2 separate regions of the Mus musculus genome follow, and region 1 is linked to region 2. The links are chromatin contacts, called in public promoter capture Hi-C maps. All regions are on one chromosome and are shown on one strand. The core of a region is the stretch at or near the end of the contact, and the rest is flanking DNA. Distances in the headings are between cores, read along the strand shown.

Evidence for each region. Promoter capture Hi-C pulls out the DNA fragments that hold promoters and counts their contacts.
Region 1: a contact with region 2 is called in a promoter capture Hi-C map of embryonic stem cells, with 2.5 times the contacts expected there. The contact joins the promoter of She here to the promoter of Efna1 in region 2. A contact is called at or near these places in 3 of 39 promoter capture datasets (cranial neural crest, embryonic stem cells and hippocampal neurons).

Annotation. Positions count from the first base shown.
Region 1 is chr3:89,827,183-89,833,619 of GRCm38.p6, forward strand. It overlaps She (src homology 2 domain-containing transforming protein E), which reads left to right and starts at 4,188. Exons shown (of 6, transcript NM_172530.3): 1 at 4,188-4,921. The coding sequence starts at 4,322.
Region 2 is chr3:89,275,474-89,282,081 of GRCm38.p6, forward strand. It overlaps Efna1 (ephrin A1), which reads right to left and starts at 4,172. Exons shown (of 5, transcript NM_010107.4): 1 at 3,978-4,172; 2 at 657-952. The coding sequence starts at 4,069.

The sequences.
Region 1 (6,437 bases), core at 2,938-5,437, 550 kb after region 2:
CAGAACCTGGTCATTTCTCCATGATCCTCTAGGGCCTTGGTCCTCAAACTGTAGGTTGAGACCCCTTTGGGTCACCTAAGACCATTGGAAAACACAGGCATTTGCATAACAATTCATTACCTATAGCTAATTGCTACTTCAGTTATGAAGTATGATACGCTGAAGTTATGAAGTATGATACGCGTAAGAGGGCCCTTCCAGGGGTCGCAACCCACATCTTGAGAACTATTTCCCTAGGATTTCTTCTCAGAAACCTATAATAGCCTTGCTGTCTGTTTCTTTTTTTTCCTGGCAGTCTATAATCTCACCTACTGACTTCAAATCCTGAGCTCCCTCCACTTCTAATACTGGGTCAGAAGACATTTCTTATGTTTCATTTGTTTCTCTTTTTTGCTGTTTATTAATTCTTTAACTAATTGATTGATTTATTGATTGATTGGTTGGTTGATTGATTGTGTGTGTGTGTGTGTGTGTGTGTGTGTGTGTGTGTGTGTGTGTGTGGTCAAGAACTTGCAGGAATCAGTTCTCTCTTCTCCTGTGTAGGTGGGTCTCAGGGATGGCACTGAGGTTGTCGGATGTGGTAGCAAGTACCTTTCTTTACCCACTGAGCCATCTCTCTGGTCCTTGCTTGTTTTCTAAATGTAAGAATATGTGAAGAACTTTCCAAGTCAGTAATAAGGCAAACCAAGAGGCAGCAAGCAACCTGATTAATCTTTTCCCAAAAATATATGAGTAGCAGAGGGTCTTCCTTCCTTCCTTGCTTTCTCTGTTTCTTTCTTTGCTTCTTTCTTTTTCCTTTCTTTTCTTTTCTTTTTCTCCCTTTCTTCTCTCTCTCTCTCTCTCTTTCTTTCTTTCTCTCTCTCTTTTTCTTTCTTTCTCCCTTTCTTCTCTCTTTCTTTCTCTCTCTCTTCCTTCCTTCTTCCTTCCTCTCTCTCTCTCTCTCTCTCTCTCTCTCTCTCTCTCTCTCTCTCTCTCTTTCTTTCTAATTTCTGAATGAGAATGACCCCCCACAGGTTCGTGTATTTGAATGCTTGGCCACCAGCTTGTAGAACTGTTTGGGAAGGATTAGGAGGTGTGGCCTTGTTGAGCGAGGTATGTCACTGGGGAGTGGGCTTTGAGGGCTGCAAAAGCCCATGCCCAGCCTAGTCTCCCTGCTACTATTCCAGCATCATGCCTGCCTGCCTGCCTGCCACACTCCCCACCATGATAATAATGGAATAACCCTCTGAAACTGTAAGCAAACTCCCAACTAAATGCTTTATTTTATAAATTGTCTTGGTCATTGTTTCCCTTCGCAACAATAGGACCATAACTAAGACAGATTCTTAGGTGGCTGGCCTTGAACTCCATGCCCTCCTGCCTCTGTTTTCCAAGTTCTTGGTTTCAGACAAGTGCTCTACAGCTAGCTAATGCTCCACAGTTCTAGCTATTAGAGACGTGCAGAATAGAGCCAGCCTCCAGTGAGTGTCCAGGGTGTGGAGAGCCCTGGCATGCTACTCATGTAGTAAGATGTAGAGTCTGAAAAGGTTGACCGTTCTCAAAAAGTTAAAATAGTGAATTACCATGTGACTCGGCCATTCAAGTCTTGAGAAATTACATATATCCATGTAAGGGCTCATTTGTGAAGATTCAAAGTTTGTTTTGTTTTGTTTTTTCCAAAACAGGCTTTCTCTGTGTAGCTCCGGCTGTTTTGGAATTTGCTCTGTAGTCCAGGCTGGCCTCTCAGAGATCCACTGGCTTCTTCCTTCCCAGTGCTGGGATTAAAAGTGTGTGCCACCACCATTTGGCTTTTATAGCATCTTTCTATCAGCTAAAAAGTGGGAATGAGCCACGTGTTATCGGCTGGCACGTGGGCACCGTACAATGGAATATCACTGGACAATATAAAATGAGTGAAGCACACACATGTTCAATGGACATGGATTTCAAAGAGGGCACTCTGAGGACTGGCAGACAGAAAAGGTCCTCTGTGTGGTCCCAATGATATGAAACTTTTAGAACGGTCAAACATGTAAAAACCAAACAGATGGTGAGGCCAGACTCTGTTGTCAACTTGATTGGGTCTGGAACCAACTAAAAGGCAAGCAGTTCAGCACTCCCACGAGGAACTCTCTTGATGGTGCTAAATGTGGGTGCACCTACTGGAAGCTGCTGGCCTTTTGCCTGCATGCCTTCACTCTGTTCACAAGTCCATCCAGCCTTTGCTAGTGTTAAAACCAGCTTCTCCCAGCTTCCAGCACAGATTCAAACCATAAGCCCTCTAGGAATCCACCAGGCCTCCTGGGCCAGGCTGGGGTGATGAGATATTCAGCCTGGTAGGCTGAGCAGCTACCAGGTTCCTGGCCTCTCTGATGTGAGACAGCCACTAGAGAAACACAGGTATAATACACCGCCCATGGAGAGGGCATGAGAAGGGGCTGCTGATAAATACAAGTTTCTTTCTGGAAAGGTGATTTTTTTTTTTTAGGGTATGTGTATGAGTATTCAAGTGTGGTGGTAGACATGTTTGCAAGTGTATGCAGGCCAGAAGTCAGCCTTGAATGTCCTTCCTCATCAATGTGCACTTTGTTTTTCTGCTTCACCAGCACTGGGATTGAAAGAAAGGGTATGACTCCCACCGCTCTTCTTTGCGGGTGCAGAGGTTCATAGTCAGGCTCTCATGCTTACCTGCCAAGTATGTTATCAACTGAGCTATCTCCTCACCTCTTGGGTGGATGCCTTAAAATCAGACTACTAGTGAGACTTCAATGTATTAAAAATTCCATATTAAACAGCTGAATTTCATGGCATCTAAATTATACCTCAATTTAAGCTAAGATGCATTTCCAGCATCTGAACGGTCAAGGTGAGCTTACATTTCTTCCACCAAGTACCATCCACAAGCTGATGGTGGCTGGTGCTATCCGACCCCCGCAGCTTGTAGCTTGGGTTTTCAAACCTGCTGCATGAGACTCTGGACCACATTTAGGGCTGTTGTTGTATAATGGTATTGTTTTATCTTTTACTTTGAGGTTAGAAGACAATTTTATTAGAGTTTGAGAGAAAAATGGCAGAGCAGGAAAACTGTAAACTCTTGGTAGCTAAAAGAAGGATGGATAGGAGGAATGGAGATCAGTAATTGAAGTCTACCAAAAGCTGCATGGGGCTGAAGATGTAATTCGGTTGGTAGAGTGCTTGTCTAACATGCTCCAAGCCCGGGCTGTCATCCACAGCACCACATGAAATTCACAGTGGTGACACCCTTTGCCATCACGCAATAGTCTGAGGTCGTCTTCTAATACACCGAGGCAAGTTAGGATTCCATAGGCTGCTATTGGAGGAGTAGAAGGGAGGAGAGAAGTGGGTAGGAGAGGAGACAGAGAGGGGAAGGAGAAGGTGGGGGTGGACAGCAGCACCATAAGAGAACCAGGTCAAGCCGGCTTAGGGCTTTTGGCCTTTATCCAGAGAGAGAAAAGATACATTTTCTGTCTCAAAAGTCCGCAGGTCTACCAGTGAAGACCTGTAAACAACTGCCGGGTTTTGTGTCTGAAAGGAGAAGATTTCATTTCATGTTCATATGTAATCGTTTTTCATATTTAATCTTTTTAACAACAATAACAAAAACCTTTGAAATTGCTTTGAAGAAAGAGCGACAAGGAGAGAATCAAGTAGTGTGAGAATCAAGTAGCTGAGGCGTCTTCGCAGGAGGGCGCGGGTCGGGGACCTCCAAGCTCTTCTCCCAACAGTGCCTGGGGTTGGTGGGACCCCTCTCTGGTCCTGCAGCCAGAGCGATACCTGCGCGGCCCTCAGAGCCGCCCGGTCGAACTTCGAGCCTTCGCCCGCCGCGTCCAGCTTGGGGTTCCACGCGCCCCCGACGAACGTGCGGAACCGGAGAGCGAGGGAAGCCGCGCGGGCGCTCCCGATCCTTGTTCTCGAGCGCGACTCCTGGCCACGATCCCCGCACACGTCCCGTCTGCAGAGATGGGGGCAGTGTTGGACTCGGTGCGCACGCGGGGGCCCCGGCGCCGGCGAGGGAGGGGCGCGTCCGTCCTCCGTCCTGTGCGTCCACCGCGGGGCGGGCGCCGGGGCACTGCGGCCGCCATCGTCCCAGTTAGGGTGGGCAGGGCTGCCGGGGGCTTCCGTGGGCTCGGCCTCGCCCACCTCGGGAGGAAAGGCAGGGGAAGCCCCGGCGCCCGGCAGCCCCAAGCGGTGGAGCGCAGAGAACACGGCGGTCCGATCACTGCGCCCGTCTAGCTTCGGGCCGAGCGGGTGCCACCCTGCCAGGCGCGCGCGTCTAGCGGCCCGGAGCCTCGCGGCGGCCTCCAGCGTCCAGCCCCGGGGAATGCGGCGGCCCCCGGCCCCTGGCGCCCCACGGTGTCTCAGCTGGGCCTCCTCACTCTTCTGCTCCGCGGCCTCGACGCTCCCGGGCCCCCTGATGGCGGCGAAATGGTTCAAGGAGTTCCCGCTTACTCTGAAGACCGCGTCGGAGCGCGCCCGGCCCGGGGGCGCCGGCGGCAAGCCGCGCAAGAACTCGGAGACTGGCGGCGCGGCGCCCACCCCGGGCAAGGGCCGGAAGAACTCAGCGGCCGAGCTGGGGGCCAGCAAGGCGAGCAGCGGACCCCCAAAGGACAGTCGGCTGTCCCGGGACAGCCTGCAGGGTCTGATCCAGGCCGCTGCTGGCAAAGGCCGTAAGAACTCCCGGGTCACCGCCACCGCCACCGAGGAGGAGCCCCACCGTGGCGCGGTGACCAAGAGCGCGGGCTGCAGCACCTACATCAGTAGGCTCATCAAGGTGGACACGCAGGAGAAGAATGGGAAGAGCGCCTACCCGGGCGGTGGCAGCACCAGCAGCTCCAGCAGCTCCTCTTCCTCTGCGTCCTCTTCCCCGTCCTCCCTGGGCCCTGAGCTGGACAAGGCCAAGATAATGAGACAGCAAGACACGGTAAGAACACAGCATCTCTATCCTCCTCTCAGTTGTGGAATTGGAAGGGCTTGGGGGGGGGGGGCGGGGAAGGACGCATGGGAACCTGATGAACCCCAATATTCATTAGGCATAAGTGAAGTTGAAGATGTTTTCTAAGGCCTTCCTCTGTATTCATTCTGACTCCCAAGTGACTCTTCAAAACTCACTGGAGACCTTGACAGCAAGGTTTGTTGTGGTTGGTTTTTGTTAGTTGTTTCAAAGAGCAGTCGAAGGGAAGGGAAAGGAACTGGCCTTCCAATGGGTGTGGTGTACTGTGGTTCTTGTTTTCATGTTTGACATCGAGGGGTCTATCAAGCTAGACTTCTGTAAGGCTTACGCCGCCTGAGTATGCAAAACATCGGTAGCCCGTGAACTGTGAAGCGCAGGTTGCCCATCTTCCAGCCACTCAGTTTCAGCTGCTGTGCAAGCGGCAAAGGCTTCCATTCATTCTGTGGCTGTACTGTACATTCATTCTGTTTATTGTACTGTAGCCATATAAGTACTCGCCATGGACACTAAGGGATGTGGTGGGGGGGGGGGCACAGTCCATAGCAAGGAAATGTCTTTAAGGAAATTACAGATCAGGAGAGAAGAAGGTGTTTCCTGCACATTCGTCACCAGAGGGCTTCTGGGTCCTGTCCAGTGTGGGAAAGGTGAACCTATTCTCTCCATCCTTTTTGTTTGTTTTGTTTTGTTTTGTTTTTCAAGACAGGGTTTCTCTGTGTAGCCCTGGCTGTCCTGGAACTCACTCTGTAGAACAGGCTAGCCTCGAACTCAGAAATCCACCTGCCTCCACCTCCCAAGTGCTGGGATTAAAGGCGTGAGCCACCACTGCCCGGCTTGTAGAGCAGAGCTGGGTTTCTCTCCTGTGAGAAATGGGAGAGAGAAGAGCTCGCTCCCAGATCTTAGGCTTCAGCCTGAGCAAACCCTTCCCGGGGAAGGGATTTAAGCAAGCTGCCTCCTTAGACAGTCAGGAACTTGTGGCCCCTGTGAGGTGGCATATACTGGGCACCTCTGTTCATTTCTTCGTCCAGGCAATTACAGAGATGCTTAGTGTGTCTATCCTGTGGTGGGCACTGAGCAGAGCCATGGGGAGATGGATGTGGAAGCGGCTCACATGTAACTGGGTGGTATACCTCACTGTGCCTTAAAGCCAAGGACTGTGTGTGCGTGTCACAGCCTGACTTCCTGCTGTATCTGAGCTGTAGCACGTGCAGTGACTGTCGAGGAGACCTGGATGGAGTTTGTGGTAATCGCGGTCCTCTGTCGTGGTGTCATTTCTCCAAGGTTCATCCAGTCTGTCCCTGTGTCTTCACTTCTCCCTGAACTGTCGGAATTCTTTCCTTGTGCTCCAGTAGTGCTTCGTGAGCTTTCTAAAGAACATTCGGCCTCTTGCTTCCTCCCTGAGAAGGGTTCCCACCCAGCTCCCAAAGAACAGAAGCGCTATGCGCACAGTGCTCCTCCCAGGTCACCCTGTTTCTGGAATGGTAGATGC
Region 2 (6,608 bases), core at 2,922-5,421:
CTTACTAGTATCTGGGCCTGAAGAAGCTGTCCGACCCACTTTCTGAGTGAGCACAGCTCTCTATTTCCTGTACTCTCTTTCCAGGAGCTGTCACCCTCCCTTTGTGCGTGTGCCCTCCTGTTCCAGTCATTCTGGACTCCGCCTTTTCTGTCTTGGACCCACTTGGCCTTTTCTGTCTTTGACCTCGGGCAGGCACATGGGTCATTTTCCCAAGTGTCAGGGCTGGAGAGATGGCTCAGCAGTTAAGAGCACAGGCTTCTCTTCCAATGGTCCTGAGTTCAAATCTCAGCAACCACATGGTGGCTCGCAACCACCTGTAATGGCATCTGATGCCCTCTTCTGGTGTGTCTGAAGACAGGGCTCTCATATACATTTTCCCAATGTCTGGTGTTCATGTCTATCATACACTGCTCTCCTGCCCTGCTGATTTATTCGGGATCCTTCCCAGCTTCCTCAAGGACAGGGGCTAGGAGTGTTTTTGACCTTTGTTCCCATTTACCAAACAGAGTGCCTAAGACACCTGAAGCTCACACCACATCCCTGATGCGAATGGGAGAAAACTGAGTTTAGACTCTGAAGGGGAAGCTCTCGGCTACTTGACTCCCCACTAAGCATGAGGCCACCAGTGCTCTGAGGCCTGGCCCTTGTGCACTCACAGATGTAGTAGTAGCTGTGTCCTTCCTTGAACTCCTTGCCCAAGATAAAAGGCGTGAAGCGCTGGAATTTCTCAGACAGCTTCTCCGGGCCATGCTTGGCACTGGGCCGGTTGCAATTCCAACGGACCTGGTCCTTGGACTGGGGTTGGCATGCCACATACTCCTGGTGTTCCACCATGTACAGTGTGTATCGCTCCATGGCTGCATCTGCCACAGAGTCGTCCTCGTAATGTGGGCAGATGATGTCTAGGTAGTCATTCAGCTGCACGTGCACCGTGTAGTCCTCCTCACGGAACCTGAGCCCGGGCAAAGCAGGAGGAAGCCAGTCAGTCAGAAGTCAGCCCAGAGCCTTGAACTTCCAATGCATTACATTGTCCTTCACTTCTCACACTGGAGTCCCAAAGGCTTTCCAGAACCTCAACTCCTGCATTTACTGATCTTGACTTCTTCATTCCCTCACTACCGATCTCTTACTCATTATCCAAATAACATCCACCAAGAGTCTCTCGGGTAACGAAGTGCCTTCTAGAACTCTCCAGGCATTCGCCCGAGCAAGGGCTTCTAAACATTTCCATAGCCCACTTTCCTCTGTATTCTACTGACGACTGTTCCCCGGGGACTTCTTTAAATGCTGGTGGATAGACTGCACTCTGGGCTGGTCTGTGCTTAGGAGCCCAGGTCTCTTTCTCCTTCCCATCCTTCTGAGCCCTGTCACATCCCTGTCTTATCCCATCCCGCCCCTCACACTGAGTCTCCCTCAGATTCCCAGTGTACTTCAGCATCCCAATGCCTAGACCAACAGATTCACAGATAATCAAACTCTCTCAGTGTCCCTCAAACCTCCCTTTCCTGTTACTCGGATTTGTGTCCTGATCTCCTCGTTCCACTTTCTCACTCCTGAAAATCTCTGTGATTTTATCTCCAAGAGTAACAATTTCGCCTTCCCCTGATGAAACGCTGTGGTTCTTAGACCTGAGGCTGCCCCAGCTCTTCCCTCCTCCCCAGGTGGAGCCAGTTCCTCTCCCCCGTTGGTCCCCCCAAGCCCTGCAGGCTCCAGCCTGACTGCCCACCGGCCCCTCCCACTGAGCTCCAGACACCTGGCTCCAGCCTGGGTAGGGTCTCAGCAGCAGGAAAGTGCTTCCCCCCTCCCACTGAAAGCCAGGCAGCTTCTCTGAATTCCCCCAAGCTCTGCCAGGGAGAGGCTCAGCAGAGCTGCCTGCCAACTTGCTTTCAACCCGAGTCCTTGGCATGGGTGGTGCCCATGGTGATGGTGGGGTTCCACGGTGGCCACCCACTACCCAGTCATCATGACCCCTTAGAGGCCTGGCCTTGCAACTGCTTGCAGCCTCTAAAATGAGACTTTCTGGGCCCCTCCCCCACGGGGGGGGGGTAGAGAGAGAGAAGCAGAGGGAGGCTTTTAAAATTCCTCTCTGGAGAGATAAACATAGAAGCCATTTCAGAACAGGTATTTCAGCTCTGGGCCTGGCGTCTTTCCCCTATTCCCGTGATGGGCACTGACTCACTCGTGCCTCATCCACCTCGCTACCCGCCCAGGCGCTCTTGAGAGCCTGTGAAATTTTACCTCGTCAAAAGTGAGCAGCCCCCAGGACCCCAGGGCAGCCCAGGACTGGTTTGCCCCAGTGTTGGCCTCCGGGCAAAAGCGGCAGAGAAATCTGATAGCTGAGTATCTGTCTCTCCAGGACCAGGGCCTAGCTCACAGTGGCACCTTTCTCTGCCACTGCCTTTGCCTGGAGCCTGGTGAGCCCAGGATTAATGCCCACTACCCTGAGTCACCTATGCAACCCTACACCCGCCCTGTTCATTGCCACCTCATCTCTTCCCCCAAGCTGGGCCTGGCTAGACCGCCCATGACCTCCACTCTAGACTGGCTTTCCTGTGGCTGTAAATAAGACAGGGTTATGTGTGTGTCCAGAGGGCCAGGGCTGAAGCTATACTTAGCGTACTATCTCCTACACTTAACCTGCCTGTGACACTTAAGTCTCCATTTGGAAAAGGGGGCTCTATTAGTGGTGGAGTAGACAGGGAGGGGGGCAAGGAAGAGGCTCCTTCCTGAAAGAGAGGAAACCTGGGAGCTTGGGAACGGAAAAGGCCAGGGTTCCCCCCTCCCTACTCATGACTTCCCGTCCCCTCCTCCTCCTTCAGCCGACACCTGGCATGGGCATAAACAGGGACTTTGCTCTTTCCCACTACTAGGGCAGGACTAGGTCAGGAAGGCAAGGGGCAGGCGCAAGGGCAGGCGCAAGGGCTGGTGGGGCGCAGCAGCACTCCAGGGCCAGGAAGACAGTGCCTTTAGGGTGGCAGCTGGCTCTATCTTGCCCTCCGACATGCCCTAGACAACAGACCCTCAATAGGCAGTGCCAGAGGAAACTGGCCCAGCATCTCTCTCAGGGGAAGGGGAGGCAGGCTCACTGGATCTGGGAGGGAGGGGTTTAGTGGCATTCTGTGGCCTCGACTTCTCACCTCTTCTTGTTCCACCATATCCCCCTCTTAGGTTTGGCCCTAACACTCTTCTCATAACTTGAAGAAACTCAAGGGCAAGAACAAAGGGCCCGACAGTGTCTTCCTCTCAATACCATTTGCTTCATAGCCCTAAAACCTGCTCCGGAGAAATTACCTCCTTCCTGTTACAGCCTTTGTAGCCCTGTGAAGCCCCACTCTGCTCCTCCCCAAGCTTCCCAGCGACACTCCTCTTACCAGTCCCTTAGTGTGACCACCTCAGCCACTCCCTCGGTCGACCCATACACAGCATGTGCCTAATTTATGCCCCCCCCAACCTTGGAGGCACTCTTCAGGGTCATCTTAAACACAGAATGAATATCTAATGCCCAAAACCTAGATTCCTACGGAGGTTCTTTCCAAGGCTCCCTGAGCGCTGTGCTTACTCTTGACGTCCATAGGTGCCTGTTAGTATACAAACGCCCAAGTGGCACACAAAAATGAGAGTGCACAGAAGTTTCATGGGGGGACTTAGAGAGCCCCGGAGGCCAGGGCCAACGTTCCAATTCTCAAGGCAGGAGTGCCCAGCAGGAGAGCCTTACTTTAGAGTGATGAGATGCCAGAGGGCAGAAAGAGAGGGCTGAAACAGCCAGCGCCTGTGCGAGCAGGCATGAGCAGGTTTCTGCCCTGGTCGGCTGTTGCCAGGTAGTAAGGGGAGATACAGACGGAGGTGGGGAGCTATAGAGTCCAACCCATCCCTGGCCACCTCTCCTAGGCGCAGGCCAGGGGTTGGCAGGGACAGTTACCCTGCGAAAGGCCATTGCCAACCCGGCACCCAGGCTGCCAGGGAGTCTCAGGGCTTACTTGGGATTTGAACTGTTCCAGAAGACGATGTGGCGGTCAGCAGCGGCCAGACTGCAGCACAGACCCAAGAGAGGGGCCCAAAGGAACTCCATAGCGCGGGGCCGGGCCGAGCCAGGCCAGGACGAGAGCTCTGCAGTGTAAGGTTCCCACAGGCTTCTCCACGGTACAGTAGGCACCACGATCACAAATCTGGCCTCTTCGCTGCTCGACTCCGCCTTTTGGGCTGGCGCCGCCAACACCAGCCCCGCCCTCGCCCCGCCCGACGCGCGCTGCCCCAGGGCTTGATGGCTACGTTGGAGGTGGAGGAAGGGAAAAAGACTCTGGGAGGAAGGACTCCCATATCTCAGCGACGGAGAGCGCTCCGGGGTCTGCACAGATCCTCCCATAGCTGTGTGTGCTCACTTACGGGTGTGGGGGTGGGGGTGTCTATGTGAGGCTCTGTTGGCTTTGTGGGACTGAAAGCCATAGCAAGCTGGAAAAATGGAAGAACTTATACGTGTGGGTCTGGGAACCAGTGGCTTCAGGACTTGGCTTTGCAGCGCGGGGCGCCAATCTTGTCAGGGTGTGAGGTGGGGGGATATAACCACACCTTTCCTGAGATTCACACCCAGGCCCGCGCACTCGCCTTCTCACACTCTCTCGTGACCCCCTCCTCCCCCCGCCCCCCCAGCAACACTCCCCCATGCCTTGACTCTGGCTTGGCTGCCCCTCCCCACACAGACGCGGCTGTTTGTTTTTGTTGGGTTTGTCAATGTTGTCTTTGTTCAAGAGATTGTGTCATCGCTTAGATGCCGGGAATAAAGTGCGACGTTGTGTGTGATCGAGCGTGTAACGTGTGCGGCCAGGGCTAAGGGCTACTCAGTCCATCAGTACTTTATGCGAGAACTCATAGTTGGGCTCAGGGGCTGTAGGGGGGGATGTTCCTAATATTTTCAATAGCGCCAACGTACGCTAATGACCTGTTTATACATTTCACGTGTGTCTTGAGCGAATGCGCGCTTGCAGATGGAATGTGGGAATATGGTCATGAAGAGTGACAAACTAACCGACCTGACACATGTACATATGGCGTGTGTAAATGCGTGTGATGGCGGGTAGGTGTAAAGACACTTGTGTGTGGAAGCGTGTGAAACGCCTGACATACATATGCTAATGTTTGTGAACAGTGTGTGAAGAAGAGGAGAAACGTGTTTGGGCGTGCAGCGGGGGTGGATTGGAGTGGGGGGTAGTTTGGGCGGCTGTGTTTGACTGAGTCTGACTTGGGTCTTCCAGTCGGTGGGCTCTCAGTACCAGGCTCAGAACCCCTCCCCCTCTCCATGTAAACAACCCTGCAGGAATTCACCTCTCGAATCAGCAGCTGTCTGGAGAGGGGTTGGCGGCGTCTGCGCCTGAGATGGAGCTGGCGGGCAGGTGTTTGATTAGGCTCGAGTGCATTCTTGGAGCCGTAAAGTCAAAAGCTGAGTGCTTGGTAGTTTGCGTGTGTGGCGGTGAGCCCGTGTGCGTTGCAGGGTGTGATGGGCGGGGGTTTCTGTCCCTGGTCTCTCTTCTTTGCGGCTGCGCATCAGGGCAAGGCGCGGACCCGGGGCTCTTTGCAGGGTCCGGCCCAGCTTCCGAGGCTTCCAGGCCGTTTCATCCCGGTTTTTTACGGCCAGGCTTGGCGGCAGACCCTGTAATTACATCGGGCCAGGACGCCGTGGCCAGCTCGGTGCTGAGCCTGCAGGGGAGGAGCCAGGAATTGAGGAGGGCTCTGGCTTTCCTCCTTCCCTCCTAGGAGGTGGGCCCTGCTTGTCGCTCTCACCATAAATATTTACTGAGCTCCAACTAGGTGCCGCGCCCCGTAACCCCGCACTAGGGTCAGGGTCCGTCTTTACTCAAGCATACGCCACCGGTGCGCAACCTGCCCTAGGCGACGTGCCTGAGTCCCATGCGTGCGGCTCGTCCCTCCTTCCGGGTTCGAAGTTTATCCGCTGCCCTAGGGAAGCACCTCACGCGCTTTTTGCTCACCTGGAGGAACACCAAGGTGAAAGTCTCCCACACACACCACGAGGGTTCCTTTACTTCATAGGGTTTGGTTCTGTTCTCTGCTTAGTGCCCGGCGCAAGCAATAACAGTAGCCGGTCATTGTTGAGTAATATCACTCACTCTAAAGGTGCAAACTTGTGGCTGCTGTGAAACTCAAAGAGGAGTTAGATAGTGTAACATCTTTAGAGAAAATAGCCCAAAATTGCCCCCGGGGAAGATGGCTTTGGTCCGGATCACCTCTGCTGGCAGCCAATCTCCCTCCGCTCAGCCTAGGGAGGACGTGCCCACCTCCTGCCTGCCTGAGTGTGAGGCTGGAGCAAACTGGATGGAGAGGGTGGCTGAAACCTGGGCACTGACTGGACGCAGAGCCTCTGGCTTAGGATGATCTCCAGCATTTTCACTTCAGGCCTTGATCCTATCCATGTTTTTGCGCTTTTAGAGGTAGCTCATCTGTTTAGGCTACCCCTTGGCTGGATATTGCACCTTAGGCCGCAAGGATGAGGCTAAGATAAAGTCTTCTCCCTCCGGGAGTCCTGAAGTCGATAGTGAACTTACGTTTGGGCACATGTTTTCCTGGACTTGAGTAGTAAAGGAAATAAGTTTGGCAAA